Regions from separate parts of the Canis lupus genome. Here region 2 is linked to region 1. Evidence: chromatin contacts called from public Hi-C data. All regions are on one chromosome and are shown on one strand. Each heading gives the region's core, a stretch centred on a gene start, on an enhancer-like site or on the middle of the called end of the contact. The rest is flanking DNA. Distances are from core to core; before and after follow the strand shown. Region 1 has its middle 250 kb from the start of NSG2. Region 2 holds the start of NSG2 (neuronal vesicle trafficking-associated protein 2).

What was found. Hi-C and Micro-C count contacts between places; a contact is called where the count stands out from the background.
Region 2: a Hi-C map of skin fibroblasts shows a contact between it and region 1, with 2.2 times the contacts expected there. The contact joins the promoter of NSG2 here to the enhancer-like site in region 1. A contact is called at or near these places in 2 of 9 Hi-C or Micro-C datasets (amygdala and skin fibroblasts).

The regions. Positions count from the first base shown.
Region 1 is chr4:39,181,887-39,188,195 of UU_Cfam_GSD_1.0, forward strand. No RefSeq gene overlaps it. Among named protein-coding and RNA genes, the nearest start is that of NSG2, 250 kb to the right of the region's middle. Within about 2 kb of position 1,600, at least 2 of the 20 cell types and tissues checked have an H3K27ac peak or open chromatin away from gene starts, as enhancers often do.
Region 2 is chr4:39,434,784-39,441,343 of UU_Cfam_GSD_1.0, forward strand. NSG2 (neuronal vesicle trafficking-associated protein 2) reads right to left here and starts at 2,315. Exons shown (of 5, transcript XM_038533742.1): 1 at 2,147-2,315; 2 at 1,084-1,234. The coding sequence starts at 1,212.

The DNA.
Region 1 (6,309 bases), core at 350-2,849:
GGACAGGGTGCTTTTAAGCCAGCACAGTGAGCCCTTCACACATGGTGCCAGCAGACCAGGACTTCTGAGTATTCCCAGCTCCTGGGCTGGTATAGGGAAACATTCACGTGCACATGACTGAGGGAATGAACGATCGAACTAAAGTTCTAAGCAAGGCCACAGGCCTGCGTGCAGGATGGAGGATGGCTGATGAGGCCTCTCCTCACTTCCCACAGCTCAGTGATGTCACATATGTTTTTAGTTTAGTTTTTTTTTTTTTATTTAAAAGACTTATTTTATTTTATTTTATTTTATTTTATTTTAATTTTATATATAGAGAGAGCACAACAAGGGGAGCGGCAGGCAGAGGGAGAGGGAGAAGCTGACTCCTGCTGAGCAGGGAACCCGATGCAGGGCTTAATCCCAAGACTCTGGGATCATGACCTGAGTCAAAGACAGACACTTAAATGACTGAGCCTCCCAGATGCCCCTTTGGGTGTTTTGTTTGTTTGTTGTTTTTAATAAATTATTCTCTTAAGGTCTCCTTAAAAGTATCCCACCTCCTGAGAGTCCCAAGCAGTTTCTTCTTCACCTGTGCTCAAGATATTTTATCCTCATGCCTAAACCCCTTTATCTTCTTACAAAACCAAGTGAGAAGTATGCAAGAGTTAAGTGTGTGCATTTTTAAGCTGAAAATTTTTCTCGAGCAGTCGAGTGAAGAGCAAGTTCCATAGCTTCGGGGCTCTGGGAGCGGGGAGAGGCTGGAGTCCTGGACAAGCTCTCGCAGGGCAGCCTCTGTGCTGGACTCCAGGACAGGGGGAGAGGTGGGTTGCAGAGGTCTGAGGGGTAGGGGCCCACCAGGACACTATCACCAATCATAGGCTGGAAGTGGGAGAATTTAATCTTCTTCAAGAAATCCTTACGGTGTAAAAAAAGTCGGGTGCAATATTATAAAAACCCTGCAGAGAGGTTTTAATGGGAGTAGACACATTGGGAGCATTCTCTAGGTCCAATTTTCTCATTATAAAACTGACCGAAGTGTAAAAAACACCCGATGCATATTTAATATCTCTAATATGTGGCTGCCTTTTAGCCTCGGGAGAAGGACAGGTATTCATTTTCATCAATTACTTTTTAACTATTTTTTTTTTTCAAAGGGGGGTGGGGGAAAGAAAACAGAGACAAAACAGATGCCTTGAGCCCTTTGATCAGCCTCCCTGCAGACAAGCAGGCTGCCCGCTAGCACCTCTTTAACTATAGCTTGCCAGGGAGAAAATGAATGGTTTCAGCTCTGCAATCATAGTGCCTGCCGAAGGCCTGTCATCGAAGCCAGAGGGACCTGGTCCCAACCAGCTCTACTAGCCCCAGAATTACAACCAGCGGGCCCAGAGTTAAATACCCCCTGTGGCCAGCGGCTTCCACCGGCCCAGGAGCTCCGGGCCAGCCACCCGACCCCCTGCTCACGTCCCCCACCCCACCCCTGTTGCTATAAATATAGAAAACTAAGATCATACACACTGACTCAGGCAGGCCAGACAGGAGAGAAAGAAGCAGGAGACAGCAGCCTTATCTCCTGCTCGAGAGTCGGGGAATGCGGCTGGCAGGGAGGGGAGGGTGCAAGAGGCAGAAGGTCAGATTTCTGGAGCATCCCGTGCAGAACAGGGACAGCCCACGCTGGGCCAGAGCCTCTTGCCAAATCTGCTGGGAGCATGCAGGCTGGTTTGGGGGATGTTAAGCACCAAGTGCCTATTGCCTCATTTCAGAAGGGAAAAGAGGAGAGGGTAATAATGACTCGGGGCCCTATCCTTAGGCTCTGCCCCGGGCAATTAGTGTATTTAGCCCCAGTATATTTGGCCAATAGCTCGACATACTCAGGGCCAGGCTCTGTGCCAGGCACATGATGGAAGCCTGAATAAGGTCACTTAGACGAATGAGGGATGGCCAAATTTTTAGAAGACAAAGTTGAAATTCACAGAAGTTCAGTGACCTGCTAGAGGTGGAATTAGGATCCAGATGGGCCTACCCACAAAGCCAGTTCTGCCCCGGAAGTGTGTGCTGCCTGTCTGAAAAGAGGTGGTGGGCTTCCCAACCAAGAAATGTGGGTTGACTCCCAGGGCTGGCACTGGCGGGGGAGACACCCACCTCTGGAGCAGAATTTAAGGGGGCATTAAAAAAACTCAGTGATCAAGATTAATAATATTTTAATTCAGTATTTTCCAATATCAGAGTTAATGCAAAAATCCGTGATAAACAAAATACCAAATTTTGAAATAAAAACAAAATCAGTTTTACCGATCCTTCCTTTTGCTTCAGGCTTCACTATGACCTGGCAGATGCTGCTGACTTAACGTGCTGTGTGACCCTGGGCATGCATTTTCCCTCTCTGCACAAAAGGAGCAGACCAAAGGCTCCTGGAGCCGCTTCCAATTCCAACACACTGGTGTAGGGGTTCAAGCCTGGCCCAGGGGTGGTTTCTGGGGTGGGCGTGGGCCCCGCAGAGGCGCCTGCCAGTCTGCAGCTGGGAAGCTGGGGAAGGTATGTGGATGAGCGCTCACTTCCCAAAGCGCTCACTCGCCTGTCCTTGTGCAGCATCTGGGTTGAGTTTCACAAGTGCCTCCCCAAGAATGTGAGGAAGGGCACTGGGAACCGAGGTCAACTGCAGACATGACGTTGGTACATTTTTGGCTCCGTGGGGCTGGGATGGCTCGAGGGGAGTTCTGCTGGCTTTCATGGTGACGGTGATGACAGCCTGTCATGAAGTCACTGATGGCTCCAGCTTGTCCTCCTGGGATGCCAGCTCTTGGGGTCACTTCTTTTCATTCATGTGGCTTTTTCATTTTTCCCCCATCCCCATTAGCAGAAATTCTTTTATTTTCAGAACAATGAGAGGGACAGCTGGGGAACTGCTACAGTTATTTGCTTAAATTCTTCTGACATTTGCTCATTGCTTTGTAATTACATTTCTGATTTTGTCTTCTCCCACAAATTTGTACAATAGATTGGTTCCAGCCATTCACTAGATCATTCATTCATTCATTTACTTAAATAGAATTTACTAATACCTCCTGAAGGGACTGACATTTGGGTGAGTGCCCTCTTGGCACAATGCACCATGCCAAGCAGTCACCCATTGATCCTTCCAGTCCAATACGTGTCAAGCACCTACTATGTGCCAGGTACCTGTAAGTTCTGGATTTACATGATGGAGCAAACCAGCCACATCACTAGCCTTGCAGAGCCGAGGACACGTTTAGGGTGGTTTGTTCCCGGGGAAGACTGATGTTAACCAAACAGGAACAGGCGCACTGTAGCTACCATCTCTGTGATGGTTGATGGAATGTGTCAATTTTACCTGAACATGGAGAGCCCAAATATTTGGTTAAATGTTATTTCTAGGTGTGTCTATCAGGGTGCTTTCAGATAAGATTAGCATTTGAATTGGTAGGCCTAGTAAAGGAAATTGCCCTTTCTAACACATATGGGCTTGATCCAATCAGTTGAAGGCCTGACTAGAACAAATAGGTAGAGGAAGGCAGAATTTGCTCTCTAACTGTTGAACAGGGACTTCAGTCTTCCCCTGCTGTCGCACTGGAAGTCACACCATCAGTTCTCCTGGTTCTCAGGGCTTTGGATGCAGATTGGAACGACACCACTGGCTTTATGGGCCTCCAGCTTATAAATAACAGATTGTAGACTTCCTAACCTCCAAAATTATGTGAGCCAATTCCTTACAATAAATCTCTTTACATATAAATAGGATGTGTGTGTGTGTGTGTGTGTGTGTGTGTGTGTGTGTTCTGTTTTTATTGGTTTTGTTCTCTGGAGAGCCCCAAGACCACCTTTGAGAAGAGCCAAGAAGAAAAGTCATATAGTAGTCTTGAAAGCATGCAGTAGGAGTGTCCAGCTTGTCCAGGGGTTGATGGGTATCTTCTCCCAGGGAGTGGCAATAAAGCTGGGATGTTAGAGACAGCCAGTAGTTAATTAACTAGGTGAAGAAGGGGAGGAAAATGCATCTGGTACAGATAATAGCATGTGCAAATGTCCTGAGGTAAGGGCATGGATAAATATGAGAAATTGGAACAAAGTTCAGTGGCTAGAGTGTAGAGAGCCACACTACTTCATAGGGGATGAGGCTGAAGAAGTACATAGAGGCCAGATTATGCAGAGTATCACAGGTTATTTTGAGAGGTTGGGTCTTGGCATTATCATCTTGACTGTGTTAGATGTTACTGTTACTGTTGTTACCATGATTTCTCAGGTGAAGAAAATAAGGCTCAGGGAGGTTAATTCATCTGTCCACCAAATATTTATTGAGCACTTACTGTGTGTCAGGCACTGTGCTGGGTGCTGGGGAAACAGCTGTGAGTAGACAGGCAGGGTCTTGCTGCTGGGCACTTTCATGCATACAAGTGCTACCGGCAGGATGAGGACTTGGCTCTGCCAGTCCCAAAGGCTTTGTGCTCACTTGTCTTATGGCTTCCTGGGCCCAGCCCTGGGATGAAACATGCCCAGCGTGCTCAGAGTCTAGTGGTGATCATTCGGTTTAAGCCACTACGTTTAGGGGTGGCTTGTTGCCCATCAAGAGATAAGTGAAACCCCACTGGATGTATCTCAGGGAGAAATGTAAAGATCTAGGGGGAGAGGACATGTGTTGGGTTCACTCTGCATTCACTTCCCTTTCTTCTGCTAAGCAGCCCCAATTTTTCCCCAGTGTTCCTCAGGGAACCCCCCTGCACACACACACACTCAGGTGTGGTGGGCATGCCCATATTCCCCCAGCCCCCGGGGCAGAGCCAACCCCTGGTCAACCCCAGCGCAGCTTCCCCCAGCCATGGTGATTGGTTCAGAGATGGGCACATGATCCAGTCAGAGCCAATTAGAGCTATTCCTGGGACATTTATATACAAGATCAGGGAAAGAAACAGGTATGCTCTTTCTGGCTGAATCTGAACCTGAGAGGAAGTAAGCCTGGAGCTGTTAATGGTTCTCTTGCCACTTCATGGAGAAAACCTTTTGGAGAATGGAGCCCATACTGAGGAAAGCAGAGCCACCAAATGAAGAAATATTGTAGAGATGTCATCTAGAAACCTAGATAGAGCCAGACCTGGAGCAATGCTCTTTCTGGACTTGTGTGAGCACTCGAGTCTTTTCCTGTGGTGGCCACGAATATGTGCCTCTTAGACCTGTTGCTGTGAAGCATAGTAGACTTGTAGCCCTTCTGCATCCACCACCCCATTTGCTCCCAGGCCAAGCCTTGCCCTCACCCCCACCCCTACCCCCTAATACACCAACCCTGGGCTGCTTCTAGCCAATGACTGAGCATTTGGGGATAGCAGTAACGTCCCATGTCTCATCCCTGAGGGTCCCCTCGATCTGGTGACTTTGGCTGTGGGATTGCCCATTGGCTGGGCCAAAACATTCAGAAATTGCATTGTGTCTGAGACTCTTTCCACCCAGCCTGGCTGCTTTCCTTCTCTCCTTCACAGGATCAGACTTGAATCACCTTGCCTCTCCCCTTGAACCTTCCTAGGTGCTTCTGTCTCTTGCAAATCTATTCCCTTCTTGGCATCTGCTTCCTTAGAGGACCTGAACTAACTCTCCTACCGCCCCCCCCCCCTTTTTTACTTCCTTAAGCCAGTTTGAAGTAGATTTCTGTCGCCTTCAATTGAACATTTTCTGATAAACACAATACTCCTGCTAAGGCACTTGGGTCTTGTCCAGAAGGGAACAGAGACACTACAGGGTTCTAAGTCAAGGCTGTGGTCAGCTCTCTGTGGTGGAGCTCTCCTGGCATACTCTGAGTGGTGGGCTGGAAGAGAGCAACTGGAGGAGAGATGCCAGCTGTCGAATAGTCCAGGAGACGTGATGTGGAAGCCAAAACAAGCACTGAAAGGATGGATGGAAGGGAGAGGATGGATTTGGAAGATATTTTCAAGAAAGTCTTAATCTTACTTGTGACTGGTTGGAAAGGAAGAGCAAAATGAAGAGGGAGAAGCGGAAAGAGCCTCCTAGTGATCAGCTGTGCAAATTACAAACATGATGATGCCCCTTTATGGAGGGCTCCCTGTAGACTCTTACCTTTCTTAATATCACAGCTGCCCTAGGAGGTAGTCAGCATGATTATCCCATTTTACAGATGAGAAGACAGAGGTTGAGAGGAGTTACAAAAGCTTGCCCAGTGTCTGACAGTTAGCAAACGGTGTTGCTGGGATCTAAACCCAGGGCCATCTGGCTTTAAAAATCGGTGTGTTCAGCTACCACCCTGTGCCCGGCCAACAATGCTGCCCCCTCTCCCACTGCTCCCTGAGCTGCCACCACCCAGGCCAGCCT
Region 2 (6,560 bases), core at 1,065-3,564, 250 kb after region 1:
TCTGTTCATTGGATAGAGCCAATTGGTTAAGACACACAATGCCCTCCTGGAGATGCCAATGAGAAAATCAAATAGATGGAATGATCCATTGTTTGCTCTTCAGCCAGGGAACTCCATCATTTACCTCCAAATCTATCTCTTGCAGTATGCAAAAGCTCACATTATAAAATCTCAAGTTCTTTCAACTGGATCTCACACAATAATGTTTCTCCCAGCTCTGTCCATGGGATAACTTTTGTATCCGTGCCCACCTTTATATAAATGCCCACCTCCATTCTTCATGGACTACTCCCATGTCAGGAGATGTGCCATCAGCCAGTCATTCATTTCCAGCCACGCCTCCCTAAAAACGCTCTACTCTAGTCACGCTATTTCTCAAAAGCTCTCCATGCTTTGCATATGTCTTAAATGTCTTTTCCTCCTATGGTCTATCTGGAAGGTTTTTACTCACCTTTACAAGCCAAATTCAAATGTTCTTTTCTGCAGGTTACCTAACCTGTTCCTTCCAGTCCCCTCCCACCCCAACAGAATGTAATTGTTTTCACTCTTATGCTCTCATAACCTGTGAAATTCTCAGGTATAACATTTACCCTGATGCATTATATTATGCATTATACAGAGTAGGGATTTTGTAATTTGTCTTTTCATAACTTGTAGCACAGGGATATGGCCTTAGCAGGTGCAAACTAAATGCTTGTTGGACTGCATCCAATTCTCTGTCCTCAAATCTATACCACTGAATTCCTGAAACACCTCCCCCAAATAATCAAGACAATTATCTCTGTCATCATCTACAAGCTTATTAGTATTCATCTGCTATGATAAAACTTTAACAAAGAAAGGTGAATTGTCTTGCCCATGTATGTATATGTGAACAAAAATTGAGTAAACACTTACCATAAACCTGAAATAACACAAGAGATGTCATGTCTCTGAAAGGAATGACTACATTTTACAGGAAAGGAGACATATTTGGCTGAGGGTATGAGAGGATTTGGGGAGGTGGAATTTTTGCTGCTTTATTTCCTGAGATGGGAGGTGGGGAGCATGAGGGTCTGATGGGGAAAAGAGCAACTGCTTTACCTTTTCCGGAGCAGGCAGCTGTAAGTGGTTAACCTCCAAAGGAGTGATGAGAGGGACGGTCTGGAAGCCATCCTCAACCGAAGGCGGCTTGGTTCCCTTCTCACTGGGGTTACTGTTCAGCTTCACCATCCTTATGCCTTTCTTCCCAGACCTAAGACAAGCAGTGGAGTTCTAGTTACAGTGGGAGGTGAGGCAGGGAAAGAGAAGGCTGATGACAGAGAAAACAGCAGCGTTCTCAACGGGTCCACTCGGCTTTCAGTGTAGAGATCAGTCATCTATCTATCCTCTGCTAGATTTCTTGACATGAAACTCATTATCCAGTGAAACTTCTTTCATCATCAAAATATGCCACCTTCCCATGGGGTTCAATAGCCCTCAAATTCAGGAAACTCAAGGAAAATCCCAGACTTACACAAACAATATACAAGCTTTCAAAAAAAAAAAAAAAAAGACATTAGAGCTAATACAGTTATATAACCTCAGTGAAAAGCTAATTCTTACTGAAAAATTAAATCCTATTATTCTGGGTCACCCTGCTGTACGATAAATTTCACCTTACCACCACACCTTACCCCCTTGCTATTTTATTATGCTAGCTTTTCTTCAGCCATCTCCCTAAAACACAATAAATACATTAAATGTCTCTATGTGTACTGTACCCTTTCACATGAAATGTAAGTGGTACAGGAGAGACAATTTCATAAAACAAAACAAAACAAAAAGGTTGTCTTGAACCTGATTCTGTTATTCAGCCATGGAATGCCTCCATTTCCTCAATAGTGAAGGGCCTTTTTTTTTTTTTTCTTCCATGGAAAGTTAGCAGCCCCCATATTGCAAGATTGCCAACTAAATAAACAAATCACATTTATTTCTCTCAAGCTCCTTTGGAAGTCAAACGGTGCTCCCACCCCACCCTTATGAAGCCCATACAACTGAATTTCTCTTGTCAATCCTGCTGATGGAACATTATTAGGCAAAATAGGATTGTTGTGGAGGTGAAAGGGATGGTAAAGGGTCGGAGGATATTAAGGAGTGATTATAGCAAAAACAAATGCCTACTTACTGTGCTGCACTCTTGGGGGGTCAAAGCAGATTCAAGCCAATTTGAAGAGGAGGAGGACGACCAGGAGTCCTCCCTCCTCAGCCCGAGCTTGTGGTGCTGAAAGGACAGCGCCTTGCCTGTGTCTGGATTGGGAGTTTCTGAGAGCGAGGCGCGAGCGAGAGGAAGAGCTCCTGGCAGCTGCCTGCCTGCTCCCTCGCTCGCACCCCCTCCCACCGGGGAACGGGCTCCCACACCATCTGTCATCTGGCACCACCTGCTGTTTCTCATGCATGGCCACAACCAGGGCATGAGACAAAATGGTTTCAAGAAAGTGGGAGGGATTCTGGCAATAATAATAATAATAATAACAACAACAACAACAACAACCATATAATAAGCAATCTTTCAGTCTTTAGAAAAAAAGAGGAAGGAGACATATTCATTAGGAGAAGGGACCACCTTTTAAAATCTTCCAGAGCAATATTATAAAACCCAAAATGGTTCAGGACCTGCACTATGCTCTGACCTGAAGTAAAGGGGAAACTATATTTATTGAGTATATCCCATGAAGCGGGCACTTTTCCAGGCTCTTTCAGACTATTTCCTTCATTTGCAAAATGTGATAGGGTTAGTGTGAGGTGTGAATGTGGTAACAGCTCAGAGGCACATGGCTAGCCCTGCATGTGAGAAGCTACTATTCTCACAATACCACCATAATCACACAGGTCAGCTAAGGTTGCACAGCTGGTATAGCACCATGAGCTGGAATTTGAGCCTGGATCCATAGCCACTGATGTTTTCATGCAGTTCACAACTTTTTATGGCTTCCAAGTTGGTGTCTGGAATCAGGGGAGGAGAAGTCCTAGTGTCAGCTCTATGAAGTTCTGACTGTGGAGATCTTGGACATTTTATATTCCCTCTCCAAGCCTCCATTTCTTTATCTCTGATATGCGAATAATAATACCTTCCTTGCAGAGTGGTTGTGAATAAGATGAGACTGTGCTCAGGGAAACCTCTTTTAACTCAGAGACAGGGTTCTGAATGGCTGAATTATTTCACCTCTGGGGATTGCCCTTACACTCTTGGAATCCTTTGAGATTAAGACTACTGCCACAGGTTTCTCCTCACTGTGATTCAAATCACTGTTGGTCACTTATCCCCAGCTGCAGTGATGTTTATGATGCACGTCATAAGATCCAGTGGTTTTGGTATTAGTAATAGCATTCTCTTTCACTTTCAAAAATATCCTGGTTCCCATGATAAATTGTTTGGTCACCTAAATTAGTGCTCACATGATGAGCATACATTCTACTGGCTAAAAAGCCAGAAGAAAACATGCTTTTATCTGTATTGTTCAGTAATGAAATGGACATGTATGTGCATGTATGCGTGTGTGTGTATGTATGTATGTGTGTGTGTGTGTGTGTGTGTAAACAGAAATGCTTCTGAGACAGTAAAGTCTATAACATATCAGACCTGTACAGGGTACTATCAATATCAATAGAGGTATGTATATATATGAGAGGAAGTTACTCTAATATTAGTTTCTCATTTTCTCCTTTCCAAAGACCAAGATGATTTTCAGGTGCAAGCATAATCTAAGGACAACACAATGTAGACACCTACATGGAGTCAATTGTGAACATTTTTGTTCAATTTAATTATTTCTGCCTCCAGAGGGGGAAAAAAAACCTTCACACAGCTATGGGTAATTCACAAGCAGAAATCAACACTTTAATAACTCCGAGCCAGAGATCCTGATAGTTTAGTAAAAAAAAAAAAAAAAAAAAAAGGTCCAGGAGAAGTGTCTGTCTCATGGCAATAAGGAATCCAAGCTTTTGGGTAAGTGAAGCCAGGAGAGAGGCTGCAGGAAGAAACAGGGGGCTGGAGTGATGTGAGAAAATCCCTTATGGGAGAATATGATATTGAAAGGTGCTTAATATAATAGACTATTATTCTCCTATTGAGTTCTGGGAAACATGCTTGACAGTGAAAACACAAATAGGACATTTTTATGAGGTTTTCCATGTGTAGATGTAATATATAGCATAACTGCAACAAAAAGAAGAGAATATAAAGGGGCCACTACAGTAGTAATGTATCTGTACTCTACACGGTAAATTACTGATTCCCACTGAACAGTGAAAAATTAGTTATGTCTATTCCCCATAATAACCAAAAATATACAAAGATAAGGTCAAAACTGCAATAAAGAAATATAAATGGAATACTAAAAAAAAAAAAAATCCAAAAAAGGCAGAAAGGAAAAACAACAACAACAAAAACAAAGGAAATAAGCAGAAAACAAATAATGAAATAGTAGACTAAATCCAAACTTAACATTATCATTCAGAGTTCATAGTCTGCATTAGAGCTCACTCTTGGTGTTGTACATTCTATGGATTTAGACAAATGTGTAATGTCTCCACCATCAGACTATCACACAGAATAGGTCACACTGCTGTAAAATCCTCTGTTCTTCACCTGTTTATCCTTCCCACTCCCCTAATCCTTAGCAACCACCGATCTTTTTATTGTCTCCATAGTTTTGTTTTTCCAGAATGTCATGTGGTTGGAATCATATCATAAGTTGCATTTTATTATGTGAAAGAACCAATCTTTCACATAGTAAAATGCATTTATGTGTCCTCCATGTCTTTTCATGGCCTGCTAGATCATCTTTTTTTTAGCACTGAATAAGATTCCATTGTCTGGGTGTTCCACAGTTTATCCACTCGCCTACTAAAGAACATTGTAGTTGCCTCCACATTTTGGGAATTATGAATGTGGCTGCTAAAAACATTTGTGTGCAGGTTTTTGTGTGGACATAAATTCCCGACTCCTTTACAGAAAAACAAAGGAGTCCAATTCCTGTATCATATGATAAGAGTATGTTCAGTTTTATAAGAAACTGCCAGACTCTGTTCCAAAGTGTACCATTATGCATTATGCATTCTCATTCACGCAATGAATGAGAATTCCTATTACTCCATATCCTTGCCAACATTTGGCATTGCCAAGTCTCTTGAATTTGGCCATTTTAATAGGTACAGAGTAGTATCTCATTGTTGTTTAATTTTCATCTCCATGATGACATATGATGTGGAACATCTCATTTGCTTATTTGCCATCTATATATCCTCTTTAGTTAAGTGTCTATTAAGGTCTTTGGCTCATTTTTAAAAATAGGTTTTCTTATTGTTGAGTTTTAAGAATTCTTGTATATTTGGGGTAATAGTCCCTTATAAAAAAACATATCTTTTGCAAATACTTTCTCCCAGTCTGTGGCTAATCTTTGCATCCTTTCGAGAGTATCTTCTGCAGAGCAGAATTTTTTTTAATATTGATAAAGTCCAGCTTATCAATTATTTCTTCCATGGTTCATGCCTTTGCTGTTGAATCTAAAACACCACCACCAAACACAAGGTCATCTAGATTTTCTCTTATGTTATCTTCCAGGAATTTTATAGTTTTACATTTTACATTTAGGTCTGTGATCCATTTTGAGTTAATCTTTGTAAAGTATGGAAGGTCTGCATCTAGATTATTTTGCATGTGGACATTCAATTGTTCCAGCATCATTTGTTGAAAAGACTCTCTTCTGTCCATTGAATTGTCTTTGCTCTTTATCAAAGATTGATTGACTATATTTAGGCTTATTTCTGGGTTCTCTATTTTGTTCTCTTGGTCTATTCTTTCTCCAATAACACATTGTCTTGATTATTGAAGATTTATAATAAGTCTTGAAGTCAGATAGTGTCAGTCTTCCAACTTTGTTCTTCTTTTTCAATATTGTATTGACTATTCTGGATCTTTTGCCTCTCTATACAAACTTAAGCATTAATTAGTTGATATCCATAAAATAACTTGCTAGGATTTTTATTGAAATTACATTGGTCCTATAGATCAATAGAAAATCTGGCATCTTGGGAAAAATTGACACATTTACAATATTGAGTCTTTTCTATCCATGAACATGGAATATCTCTCCATTTTTGAGATCTTCTTTGATTTCTTTCATCATATTCTTGTTTTCCTCATATATTTGATATATTTTGTTAGATTATTCTCTAGTATTTAATTTTTTTGGTGGTACAGTAAATGGTATTGTATTTTTAATTACAAATTCTACTTACTCATTGCTGGTGTATAGGAAAGCATCTGACCTTTGTATATTAACCTTGTATCTTGCAACTTTGCTATAACTACTTATATTAGTTCCAAGAGTTTTGTTGTTGATTCTTTCAGATTTTCTACAGAGACTCTCATGTCATCTATGAACAATTTTATTTCTTCCTTCCCAATACGTATTCCTTTTATTTCCTTTCCATACCTTTATTGAATTTTATAGGACTTCCTATAAAGTCCTATGTTTAGTTTCAGTGTGACACTGAAACATAGTTATAAGATATCCTTGCCTTGTTCTTGATTTTAG